4 separate regions of the Zea mays genome follow, and regions 2, 3 and 4 are each linked to region 1. A link is a contact called in public Hi-C data. All regions are on one chromosome and are shown on one strand. The core of a region is the stretch at or near the end of the contact, and the rest is flanking DNA. Distances in the headings are between cores, read along the strand shown. Region 1 holds the start of LOC100282927 (RAB5-interacting protein). Region 2 holds the start of LOC100278827. Region 3 holds the start of LOC107546767 (Putative RING zinc finger domain superfamily protein). Region 4 holds the start of LOC100282059.

What was found. Hi-C and Micro-C count contacts between places; a contact is called where the count stands out from the background.
Region 2: a contact with region 1 is called in a Hi-C map of ear, with 2.0 times the contacts expected there. The contact joins the promoter of LOC100278827 here to the promoter of LOC100282927 in region 1. A contact is called at or near these places in 2 of 25 Hi-C or Micro-C datasets (ear and tassel).
Region 3: a contact with region 1 is called in a Hi-C map of endosperm, with 2.4 times the contacts expected there. The contact joins the promoter of LOC107546767 here to the promoter of LOC100282927 in region 1. A contact is called at or near these places in 5 of 25 Hi-C or Micro-C datasets (ear, endosperm, leaf and 1 more).
Region 4: a contact with region 1 is called in a Hi-C map of tassel, with 4 times the contacts expected there. The contact joins the promoter of LOC100282059 here to the promoter of LOC100282927 in region 1. A contact is called at or near these places in 2 of 25 Hi-C or Micro-C datasets (ear and tassel).

What each region holds. Positions count from the first base shown.
Region 1 is chr6:46,434,040-46,436,739 of Zm-B73-REFERENCE-NAM-5.0, reverse strand. It overlaps LOC100282927 (RAB5-interacting protein), which reads right to left and starts at 1,334. Exons shown (of 4, transcript NM_001291635.1): 1 at 1,128-1,334; 2 at 934-1,037. The coding sequence starts at 1,247.
Region 2 is chr6:46,146,929-46,149,628 of Zm-B73-REFERENCE-NAM-5.0, reverse strand. LOC100278827 reads left to right here and starts at 1,320. Exons shown (of 5, transcript NM_001158493.2): 1 at 1,320-1,639. The coding sequence starts at 1,474.
Region 3 is chr6:46,829,237-46,831,936 of Zm-B73-REFERENCE-NAM-5.0, reverse strand. It overlaps LOC107546767 (Putative RING zinc finger domain superfamily protein), which reads left to right and starts at 1,427. Exons shown (of 1, transcript NM_001322846.1): 1 at 1,427-2,700. The coding sequence starts at 1,560. The coding sequence ends at 2,606.
Region 4 is chr6:46,099,182-46,101,881 of Zm-B73-REFERENCE-NAM-5.0, reverse strand. It overlaps LOC100282059, which reads left to right and starts at 1,276. Exons shown (of 2, transcript NM_001154972.2): 1 at 1,276-1,377; 2 at 1,521-1,976. The coding sequence starts at 1,310. The coding sequence ends at 1,704.

The DNA.
Region 1 (2,700 bases), core at 85-2,584:
CACGTTGTGTGCTTAGCATTCATCTAAAACTTAGCAGAAAATCATCCAAATTGTTCTACTCTGCAAGCCTTTTCCTGTTTGCTAAGGCCACCTTAGGGCTTGTTCGGTTAGCTCTCAATCCATATGGATTGAGTGGGATTGGATGGGTTTGAATCCCAAACAAGTCAAACTTCTTAAGAATTTTTTCCAATCCCATCCAATCCATGTGTATTGGGAATAACCGAACAAGGCCTTAAAGTATTGTACACTCAGTCCCAACCAAGACTCATTATAGAAAACCATGTATTTACATTATGGCCCGAAGATAGTCTAGACTCTAGAGCACGATAGGATACACTCATCAAAGAAGACCCGCCAAAACTGTATCGTTGAAGTAAGCAGCTACATATTGACACAATTGTGACCCAGTAGTACCATTGAGCAGGAATTAGGATTTTGGGTGTTGACAAAAGAAAAGGCAAAGTAAATGCACTGTTTTACAGAGGTAGTAACTGGAAAATTCAGCTAGTGTGCAGCTAATCAGACCACTAACTAGCTAATCGGAGTATCAGACCCCAAACTCACAAGTAAACACAAGGGTCTAACAACAGATCTGACCGCTCGTAGCAGTTGTGAAATTGTCCCTGTCTCCCTGACTCCCTTAGCCAACCAACAAAATTGAGAAACCGGCCAGTCTCATGGATTCCAATCGCACAAGCGCTATCAATTTAACAGTGACCACGCCATGACGCAACGTCCCTGAGCAGCCGTAAACTCGATCTGGTATCTATCTTGTAACAAATTACAAAGGGTACGCATGTATATGTACACCGTATAAGAAAGAGCTCGATCTCGCTTATGCGCGCGAAGGGGGAGCTACAGATCTACAAGGCAAGGCCGAGGGAGGACGAGAAGATGGGAGGGACGGAGGGTTAGGGGGAGGTAGGAACTGACAGTGCGATCCAGACGGCGCCGACGAGGGGGACGGCTCCCCAGAGCAGGCCGCATATGAGCCCCACCGCCTGGCGGATCCAGTGCACCGCGTCCAGCAGTTGGTCCTGCAAGAGCCAGGCCGAGACGGGAGCGTCAGCACAGGAGCAGTTACCCGGCGCCGCGCGCGCGCAAGAGGAGGGGCGGGCGGGGCGTACCTTGTCCAAGGAGGCCTCCGGGTCGAGGTACCGGGCGAGCTTGGAGGACAGCGCGTGGCCGCCGCCGCCGTTTGATTGCTGCGCCTGCTTCTGCTTCGCCAACGACCTGGCCTTGGCCATCCCTCGCCGTCGCTGTCGCTCGCTGCCTGCGGGTGGGGGAGCAAAGGCAGATGGAGCGGCGGCGGGATCCCGAGGCGAGGCGGGGGCGTTGGGAGATGGGATCGAGGAAGGTCGCGGCGGCGCACGTGGGGGAAAAAGAAAGAATCGAAATCGAGGCAAAACTCAGAAGCCACCACGCTTAAGTGGTCACCGCCATACATCTCAATTTTTTAACCCGCTTTTATAAGAGTGGCTTTAGTAAAACCATATAATTAGTCGAGTCGTCATCTCTACAACTATTAAGAGCATAGTGTAGACCATTTTCGTGGCTCCGCCTCCCCCCCCCACCCCCGGCATGCCCGCGCCCGTCCCCGCGAATGTCGCCCCTCCACCCACCCCGCGATGCAATCCCCAAGCCATCAGCGATCCCTCCGCCGAGCAGGAGAATCCCCTCCAGTCCTCCACCGCTCTCAGCGCTCGCCCACGCAGATCTCGCTCTCAGCGCTCGCCCACGCAGGGTCAAGACGGCCATCGACGTGTACCTAGAGGACGCGGTCGTGCCGGCGCTGGCGAGGAAGTGGGCCGGCAAGACGACCGGCGAGCTCGCGTTCGACGCCGCCTTCTTCCGCGACGTCGTCACGGGTGAACTCACAAAGAGATTCTTCTCGCCACCACCAACCCTAGCCCTTCAACCTGCGCATAGGAAACATCGCTCACCTCGCCACGGAGGGCAGCAGTGGCAGGGAGGAAGGGTACGGCTCTAATGCCGCACATTGCTGAGTTCTTGAGGTGCGCTTCATTGAGGACTTGTTCATTTTTGTTGGTCATGTATTCCATTTTACTGCTCTGCCATTTTGTGGAATAAAGGGAGGAATGTTTTCACTAGAAGAGTTCATCAATCTTATGTTGGTTTCTTCGATCAGTTTTGCTCTATGGCTAAATGGTCGAATTGAGCCTGTTTCATTATAAAGTTAGCGAGCGAATAATTGTTCAGCCTCTTCCTAGAACTCATTACCAGTAGAACCAGTTACTAACTGCTTTTCTTTTTCTTGGATTAGAATGGCTAGGGCTATCTCTCACCACGCGCTAGCATTTTCGCAATCCCACTGGTGCAGTGCGAAGAACTCTAGATTCAGAAAGAGGATGGACAATGCTCGCCTGGTTTATCTAAAAGGAAGATGTGGTTTAGGCAGCAGAAAACTGGGTTTGATGTGGAGCTTTTTGGAACTGAGCTCTTCTTCTCCATTCCCATCCCTTTCTCTGACGATGACATTGAGTTGGCTGGGCGCTTTGGAATGTGCGGCTGTTGAGCTCTCTCTAGCGTGCATTAGGTCTTGGCAGGGTTCTGTTTTTGACGGCTCTCTCCAGCTTGCATCAGCTCTCTGCAGCTCATTTCAGTTTTGACGACTCCTCCAGCCAGGAGTAGCTGCCTGGGACCGAGACGGAGCGCTGCCGGGAGTCTCCATTGCTTCAA
Region 2 (2,700 bases), core at 71-2,570, 290 kb after region 1:
GTCTTTCTTTAGAATACTTTCCATATCTCTAGTTGTAGTTTTCCTGGAAACATTGCAATGTCTAGGATTATGGGCAGTTTTAATATAGTCATCAAATGCATCACAATCAGCAAAGCATAATGGAAGGTCCAACCTAGCAATCAAACGACATAACTGAACACGAGCAACTTCAGCACTATACTCCCAACGAAAAACACTACCATCAACATTATATCTAAGTATGGATTGGTTCCCAGTACGTCCATGGAGCCGTTTGCATTTTTTCCTATGCCGAGCCAAATGGCTAGTGTCAATGGTAGAACAAGCAGCAAGTTCTTTCTTGTGGAAAATCTTACCTCCACACCATTTTCAGTGGTGAAAATCTTATCTCCACACCATTTTCAGTGGTGAAAATCATATTCGTGTCCTCCCAGACATCGGATGTGCATTTTCTCTTCCTACCTGTGCTTGTCGTAGTGGAGGCAGTCACAGTAGTTCTAGTCCCGTAGTCGTTAGGTCTAGCCGCGCATAAGAGATTTAGGAGCTCTTCTTCCCTTGCTCGCCCGCTTGTAACCCCTACTTTGAGCATTGAGCAACATATGTGTCGGTAGCGCGAGCCACCGAAGAATGGATGTAGGGACATTCTGCCTACTCGTATAAACCTCGGGCCCACTGAGCACATCACCTGGAACCTAAAACACGCACAAACAAATTTACTTGTCGGAGTTAAGTTCGAAACATCGACAAATATATTGTCGGAACAAAGGTATGTTATCTTTAATTGTGGTGTCGTGTTTTAGTCCCCTTTAGAAACCAAAGGTGACCACTGACCAACATCAGTCATGTATTTTTTAAAAGAACCCTTACACCGTGAATCAGCTTTTAAAACAACCATTCCATCTCTCTTGGTACCTTCAACAGCACGTTGGTTTACACGTTTTACACCAAGTACTTGATTTGCATACGATACGTTCCTAACTTTTAGAAGAAAAAAAAGTTGTACAAAAATATGACAGTGAGACAGCAAACCCAGCCGGCCCTGGCCTGACGAGTACGATGCTAGCTGACATGGGTGTGTGACCTGCCAACACAAAGCTTGCACGTAGCCGGGCTCCTTCTGAGCCGTCCATGCTTGCACGGACCACATGCAACACGATCCCTCGTTCGTATCGTATCCCTGGCCCCTGGGCTCTGGCCTGATGATCCAACAGCAGTACAGCACAGCACTCCAACGCCAAGGAGAGTCGCACGCGCCACACGAGAGGAGACGATGACCTGTGGCCCCTCGCAGCAGTGGCAAACAAGGGGTGAATAGGCCGTAGCCCGTGGGGATTGCAGCCGATTTCGTGTCCCTGCAGCCACGGCCACCGCCCAATCTCCACTTCTTTATCTTCTCCGAGGTGAGAGAGCCCAGGCGATCCAATTCCACCCTCGTTCTCAGGCACTGTCACACAGACACAGCTGACCTGCCACTGCCAGGAAAGTAGGTCGAGGATGCCCCGCAGCGGCTTCTCGGGGTCCTTCAGGTCGCCCAAGATCGACGTCGTCATCGACATGGGAAACCCCTTCCTCAACCGCACCGTCGACGGCTTCCTCAAGATCGGCGCCGTCGGCGCCTGCAAGGTGGCTGCCGAGGAGACCTTCGAGTGCCTCCACAGGGGTGCGTTCGTCCGTCCGCCCGCCCGCCTCTTCCCCGTCCCCTTCATTCGTATTCAGTTTCAGTCATGCTGCTGCATTCAGGAACCCTTACTAGACGGGGGGAAAAGTTTCGATTTTGCCGTACTCACGTGCATGTCTCTCCAGAGAATGATACTGCCCAAAATCGTCTGGTCTCCGCAGTCTCTCCGCCTCTGCAAGTGAATCCAGCGAGCGAAACAAGGGGCGCAGGCCTGAATATCTCACGTTCAGTCTCTATTGAGTGTCTGCACACTTCTGTAGCCTGCATTTTACATCCAGTCATGATTGAAATGGCGAGAAAATAAAACCTGGTTTTGTTACTGAAGACTCACTACATATGTACAACCCTAGTACTAGTAGGTGCGGTAAGGCTGAGTCCAGTGCACAGCCTCCCTCTCGCCCCTGCCACGTCAGCTCTCGCCTCCACTCTCGCCTCTGCTGCTCCAGTGCACAGGCTGCAGCAGGCTACAGCCTCAGGCTATAGCCACATCAGCTTTTCTATTTCAGAATTAAGTAATTCACGCGGATTTATTTCAACGCTCAGAAAACACACAACATAATATTGTGTTCATGTCCATTAACCATGAAGTTCACTATGGGTGCTTGACCTTGAAGGACATCCTTGAATAATGGCGACTGATTGAGTACGTTAATGTCATTGTTGGACCCGGCCACCCCAAAAAAAGCATGCCAGATCCACCGATCATACGATGCAACAGCTTCTAAGATGATGGTGGGATGTTTGATATCCCCCCTTGTGAATTGACCGGCATGGGCGACCGGACAATTCCTCCACTGCCAATGCATACAATCGATACTTCCTAGCATGCCTGGAAAGCCACGCTCTTCTGCTTTTGCTAGTAGACGCTGAATATCCGCGACATTTGGTCGACGACAGAACTCCTCCTCATAACAATGAATGATACCCTCACAAAACTTCTCTAGACACTCTAATGCAGTTGATATCAAACATCCCACCATCATCTTAGAATGCATTGACGACGCTTGATGTAGCCGATCATGGGCAGACTCACGATCACGATT
Region 3 (2,700 bases), core at 178-2,677, 400 kb before region 1:
GAGGGACGTCGCGGCGGCCAAAAGAGCCAAATCGGGGCCGACGGAGCTGCGCGATGCGACGACGGGAGAATGAAGTGAGAGGCAAAGGGTGGAGGCGAGGCTGGTCGGGCTGATGGAGGAGAAGGCGAGCGGGGCGATGGGATCCTGAGGGAGGCGAGCAACGTCGGAGGAAGAAGTAGCACGAGATGGAGGAGGGATCGAGAACACGGCACCAATCGTAACTCACAAGGAAGAGCCCTCGTCCGCGTTTACAGCTGGATTGGAGTAGGCACGAAGGCGTGGTCTTCGGCAGTGGTGCATGCGGCGGTCAGCGGAGAGGGCGCGGTAGCGGGGAGGAGGCATCGTGGTGGCCCCGGCCTGGCTACGCGGCCGCAGAGGAGGTGGAGAGCGGTGGCACACGTTTGTGGAGGCTGTGCTCATTCGATGAGAGGCGCGTGGGAACCGGCAGAGGGGACGACGCGCTACCAGCAGAGACGCGTCGGGGACGTCAGAGCTGCGTGCTATGGCGACGGGGAGGAGGGAGGGAGAGGTAGAGGGAGGAGGCGAGGCTTATCGGGCCAGTGACGGTGGAGGCGGTGGGATTGGAGAGGAATTTCACGGGATTGGAGAGGGATTTGGGGTCCGTGCCTAGGCGCCCACAACTGCATTGGACAAGGATTTCAGTTTCGGCTGTATACAACCACGCGTCGCGTACGCAATGGGCAGAAGCCCGCCGAGCGCGGAGAGCGCTTGAAACCACGTCAGTTTTTAATATCTCTGATTTAAAAATGTTTGCTAGTTATTTTTGAACTAAATCACGATAAATAAAAAAGAACGGAAAGAGTACAATAAAATGTCTAGGACATAGATGTTTGAGCTTATGGTCGATCCAAGAGACCCAGCAGTCACAATTATATGGGCGAAATTCAACATTCGTGGAGCTTGCAGCCCAACTAGCCATACCGTAGTTTCACCACGTCTCTTTCGATCGAGAATGTACTGGACTACTGGCCCATGCTAAGAGTGGAGTACGTAGCAGATGTGCGTGTTCCGTGCAGCCATTAATTACGAGATTGGAAAAAATACATGTTTGTTTGTTTCCTTGAAGTACTCCTGATCGGCGAGTACAGTGCTAGTATATATAGAACGGATTGCAGAGCAGTGTAGTTCGACGCGTTGAACGGACGGAGGGGAAAGGAAGAGGACCGTGGGGCGGAGGGTCAAAGCAGCTCAGGCACACGGTGACATGACACCAGCGTGTGTTGTGTTGTTGTGTGTGCCTGCCTTTTCCAGGGAAGGACAAGGAAGGAAGCTCGTCTCGTCCTGTCAACGCGGCGCCTTCTCGTCTCAACTACCATCGCCTTGCCTTTTTTTTTTCTTCCTTTGGCCCGGTCCGCCGGTTAAAAACATCTGCTTTCCTCCACAACACCACCACCACCACCGACACCGAGCAATCAATCAGAGCGGGCGGGGAGGAGAATACAAGGCCCCTTCGTCTCGCCTCCCACCACCAACCCTTCCTCCGCCTCCGCCGCCGCCGCCTGGAGCTGAAAGTATCCCAGATCTGAGCCCGCCTTCCGATGGCGATGCCTTCCTCCCCTTCCCCCACACGCCTTCCAACGGCCTCCTCCTCCTACTGGTGCTACCAGTGCGACCGCTTCGTGCGCGCCGCCTCCCCGCTCTCCTCCCCCGCCTGCCCCTCCTGCGGCGGCGGCTTCCTCGAGGAGATGAGCGCGCCGCCGCCACGACCGGCCTACCTCCGCCGCCCCCGCGCGCACCACGCCGCCGACTCCCGCGCGGCCTCGCCCTTCAACCCCGTCATCGTGCTCCGTCGCTCCCCGCCCGCCGCCGCCAGCTTCGAGCTCCTGTACGACGACGGCGCGGGGTCGGGCCTCCGCCCGCTCCCGGAGACCATGTCCGACTTCCTCATGGGCTCGGGCTTCCAGCGCCTGCTGGACCAGCTGGCGCAGATCGAGGCCGCCGGCGGGCTGGCGGCCGGCGCCCGCGACGCCCCGCCGCCGGCGTCCAAGGCCGCCGTCCAGGCCATGCCCGTTGTCTCCGTCGCCGCCGCCGACGCGCACTGCGCCGTCTGCAAGGAGGCCTTCCACCTGGGCGCCGAGGCCAGGGAAATGCCCTGCGCCCACATCTACCACGCCGACTGCATCCTCCCATGGCTCGCGCTCCGCAACTCCTGCCCCGTCTGCCGCCACCAGATGCCCACCGACGCCATCCCCCTTGAGCAGGAGGAGGAGGCCACGGTCGGGCTCACCATCTGGAGGCTCCCCGGCGGTGGGTTCGCGGTCGGTAGATTCGCCGGCGGGCGGACGCCCGAGGAGCGGGAGCTCCCCGTCGTGTACACGGAGATGGACGGCGCCGGGTTCAACAGCGGCCGCGCGCCCAGGCGGGTCTCGTGGGGGTCCAGGCAGGCCGCGTCCACGAACAGGGGCACCGTCCGCCGCTTCCTCCGCAACGTCTTCGCCTGCTTCGGGCGCGGCCACGCCTCGTCCTCCTCGCGCTCCCACGCCGTGCCTGAGCTCAACAACGACGCGTTCAGCCATGGCTCCAGGAGCCGGAGCACCAGCTGGAGGCTCGAGGACGGGCATGCCGACGCCACGGTGCAGAGTTGACGGACGAACCAACTCCTGCTGCCTGCCTCCCTGTCTCTAGTACAGCACGCTGCAAGAAGCGAATCTTGTTGCTTTTGTTTCATAATTCATTCGT
Region 4 (2,700 bases), core at 27-2,526, 330 kb after region 1:
TAGACATAAAAAGACCTACTAAAACGATTACTAATTTGCTATAGAGGGAGTATTAACGAACGCCGGCCGCGTCCATGATCACTGATCTGATGTCGGTCCGATCTTTTATGCAATCTAATCGTCGCCCGACGACGTGGAAAGATTCTGATTCGGCAACCTGCATACGACAGTGACGGCACTGGCAGAGAATGGCGCAGTAAACTTCTACGAGAGCATGGCATCGATCCATGGCACTATGGCATTCTTCTTCTAGCAGCAGGTGCTGCAACCTCTCGTCTCTCTGCTGGGTGACCATCACCAGTAGGAACAGAGAGCACAGATGCAGAGTTTTTGGCCATGGTACCGGTTTAACATACATATATTATGACATATATCTGAAGCCTACCTCTGAATTCTTAGACGGGCTCCAACAAGGGTGCTCTATCCTAAATTTAGAGGATCAAACAGTCATATACGCTTTTCAGCAATGTCTTCTAAACAGTCATCTAAATTTAAAAGACGTTGTTGGATTCTCTATATATAGAGTTTCCCTAAACGGTCCTCTATCCATTTGAATACTTTAAATAACCGGTTTAGCAAAACTAAAATATATATAATACATCTGAGAGTATGACAAATACATATGTACAAAAAATAAAAATAAAAAATATCTTTAATATAGGTATTTGAATATAGATAACGTGATTTAGAGAATGTTGTATATGAAGGATATATAGAGAATAAAATCTTTTAAAGCATACTGTAAAAAATGAATATCGAAGATAGATATAGAGGACATTGATGGAGACAACCTTAGTCCTAGATAGGATAGTGGATTGTGCACACCCAAACCGATAAAATATGTGATGGAAACCACCTACTAGGCTACTAGAGATGCAAACATGAAACTAGTTTTTTTTGTTAAAAAGAACTTCCGTAACTTGATTTTTTTTTAAAAATGACTAGTTAATTAGAGTGAAAATACTGCAGCAAGATTCTCTTTTCCCCCTTGCTCCTACGGTCCTACCTCTGGCTCTGCCTCCAAAAAAAAACCAAAAAGATCAGGGAAAGAGAGGCTCGTGTCTCTCTACTCTATCCGTATTCCTGCTCCCAAAGCAGAGCAGGTCGGGCCGTGGGGGGTGGTCCCTGGCTCGCCCGCCCGCATCCATTCTTTCCGGCCACCGGCTGCCGTGCGCCGTTCACTCCACTCCGATTCGTCACCCCCGCCTATTTATACCCCTCTCCCCACCCTGCCATCCTCTCATCACAAGCAAAAGCAACAAGGCAGCAGCACAAGCAAGAACCACACCTCCTCCCTTCGCCTGTGATCATGTCGTCTTGCTGCGGCGGCAAGTGCGGGTGCGGCTCCAGCTGCTCCTGCGGCAGCGGATGCAACGGGTAATAATAGATAATCTCACATCGTGTTAATTGAGTAGAGACGCTCGAGTATGTAGACGACGCATGATGGTGTTGGTGTGTGTGCGGCGTCTGAACGTGTACATGTGATTATATGAGTGATCCATCCGGTCATATGCATGCAGCTGCGGTATGTACCCTGACGTGGAGACCGCCGCCACCAGCAGCGTCAAGACCACGGTCCTCGCCGCGCCGACCACCAAGGCCAGCGCCGGCGGCTTCGAGGCGGCCACCGAGGGCGGCGGCTGCGACTGCAACACCTGCAAGTGCGGCACCAGCTGCGGCTGCTCCTGCTGCAGCTGCAACTGAGCTGGCCCGGCCCGGCGATGGCGCACGAGAGTCGAGAGGAGGAGGACGACGACGAGGCGTATAAATATAATAGCGGCGTCCAGTAAATAAGATCCTGTCAACTGCACCCGCCATTATCCATGGTCGCTCGCTCCTCGCCTGCGTCTCCTGGTCCTGGGGTTCGTCTGAACGTCCTCGCGGCTTCACGACGGCGATGCCGCCTCCGTCGATCCTGTCCGTCTCGTGCCGGATTTAATATTAGATCTATATGCGTGTTTTTCTGCGTTATTACTACATCTACATGTGTCTGTCTGTGGTGTGTCTCTCTGACGGCCCCATGCGTCAGCGTCACTGCTTGCTTCAGTTCTGCATCTCACTCTGTTGAGGTGAAAAACTGATAACATCTTTGCAGTGCTAGAAAACCTGAGAACCTCATGATATCTAAGTAACTGAGCCAAGAGAGAGAGAGAGAGAGAGAGTATCTAAGTACCTTGATCCACTTGGACAGCACAGTTAGACTCTGAAACGATCGTTGCATAATGCAGAGTACCCTGAAATTCGAAGCATCGACATGACCAGCTACAGTTCCGGCTACTGTTATGGGTTTTTCTCTTCGCCCCTTTAGATAACAGAATATCGATATCTTTATAAAGGAAATAATGGAATAGTAATGGGCAATGCTACGGCAATTTCCCTACTAGAACGCAATTTCTTAAATAAATTTGAACAGTTATTTTTTTTAGTTTTTAAATTGATTATTTCATTAACCTACAAAATAAAAAAAAACACAGCAAAGCCCTGTAGTGATATCTAACTAGCCCAAAAAGAACAAATGTATGAGTATCTTAATGTGCTTGGAAATATTTTTCGGCGAGAGAGAGAGTGAGAGAGCTCTTAATGTGATTTTAATTGAATGAACCTAAAGAATAGACAGAAAGAAAAAGTTAAAGCGAAATATATGATGGAAAATAAAAGTTACTTGATTCTGAAATGAACATGCAGTCTAATCGTGTCTAA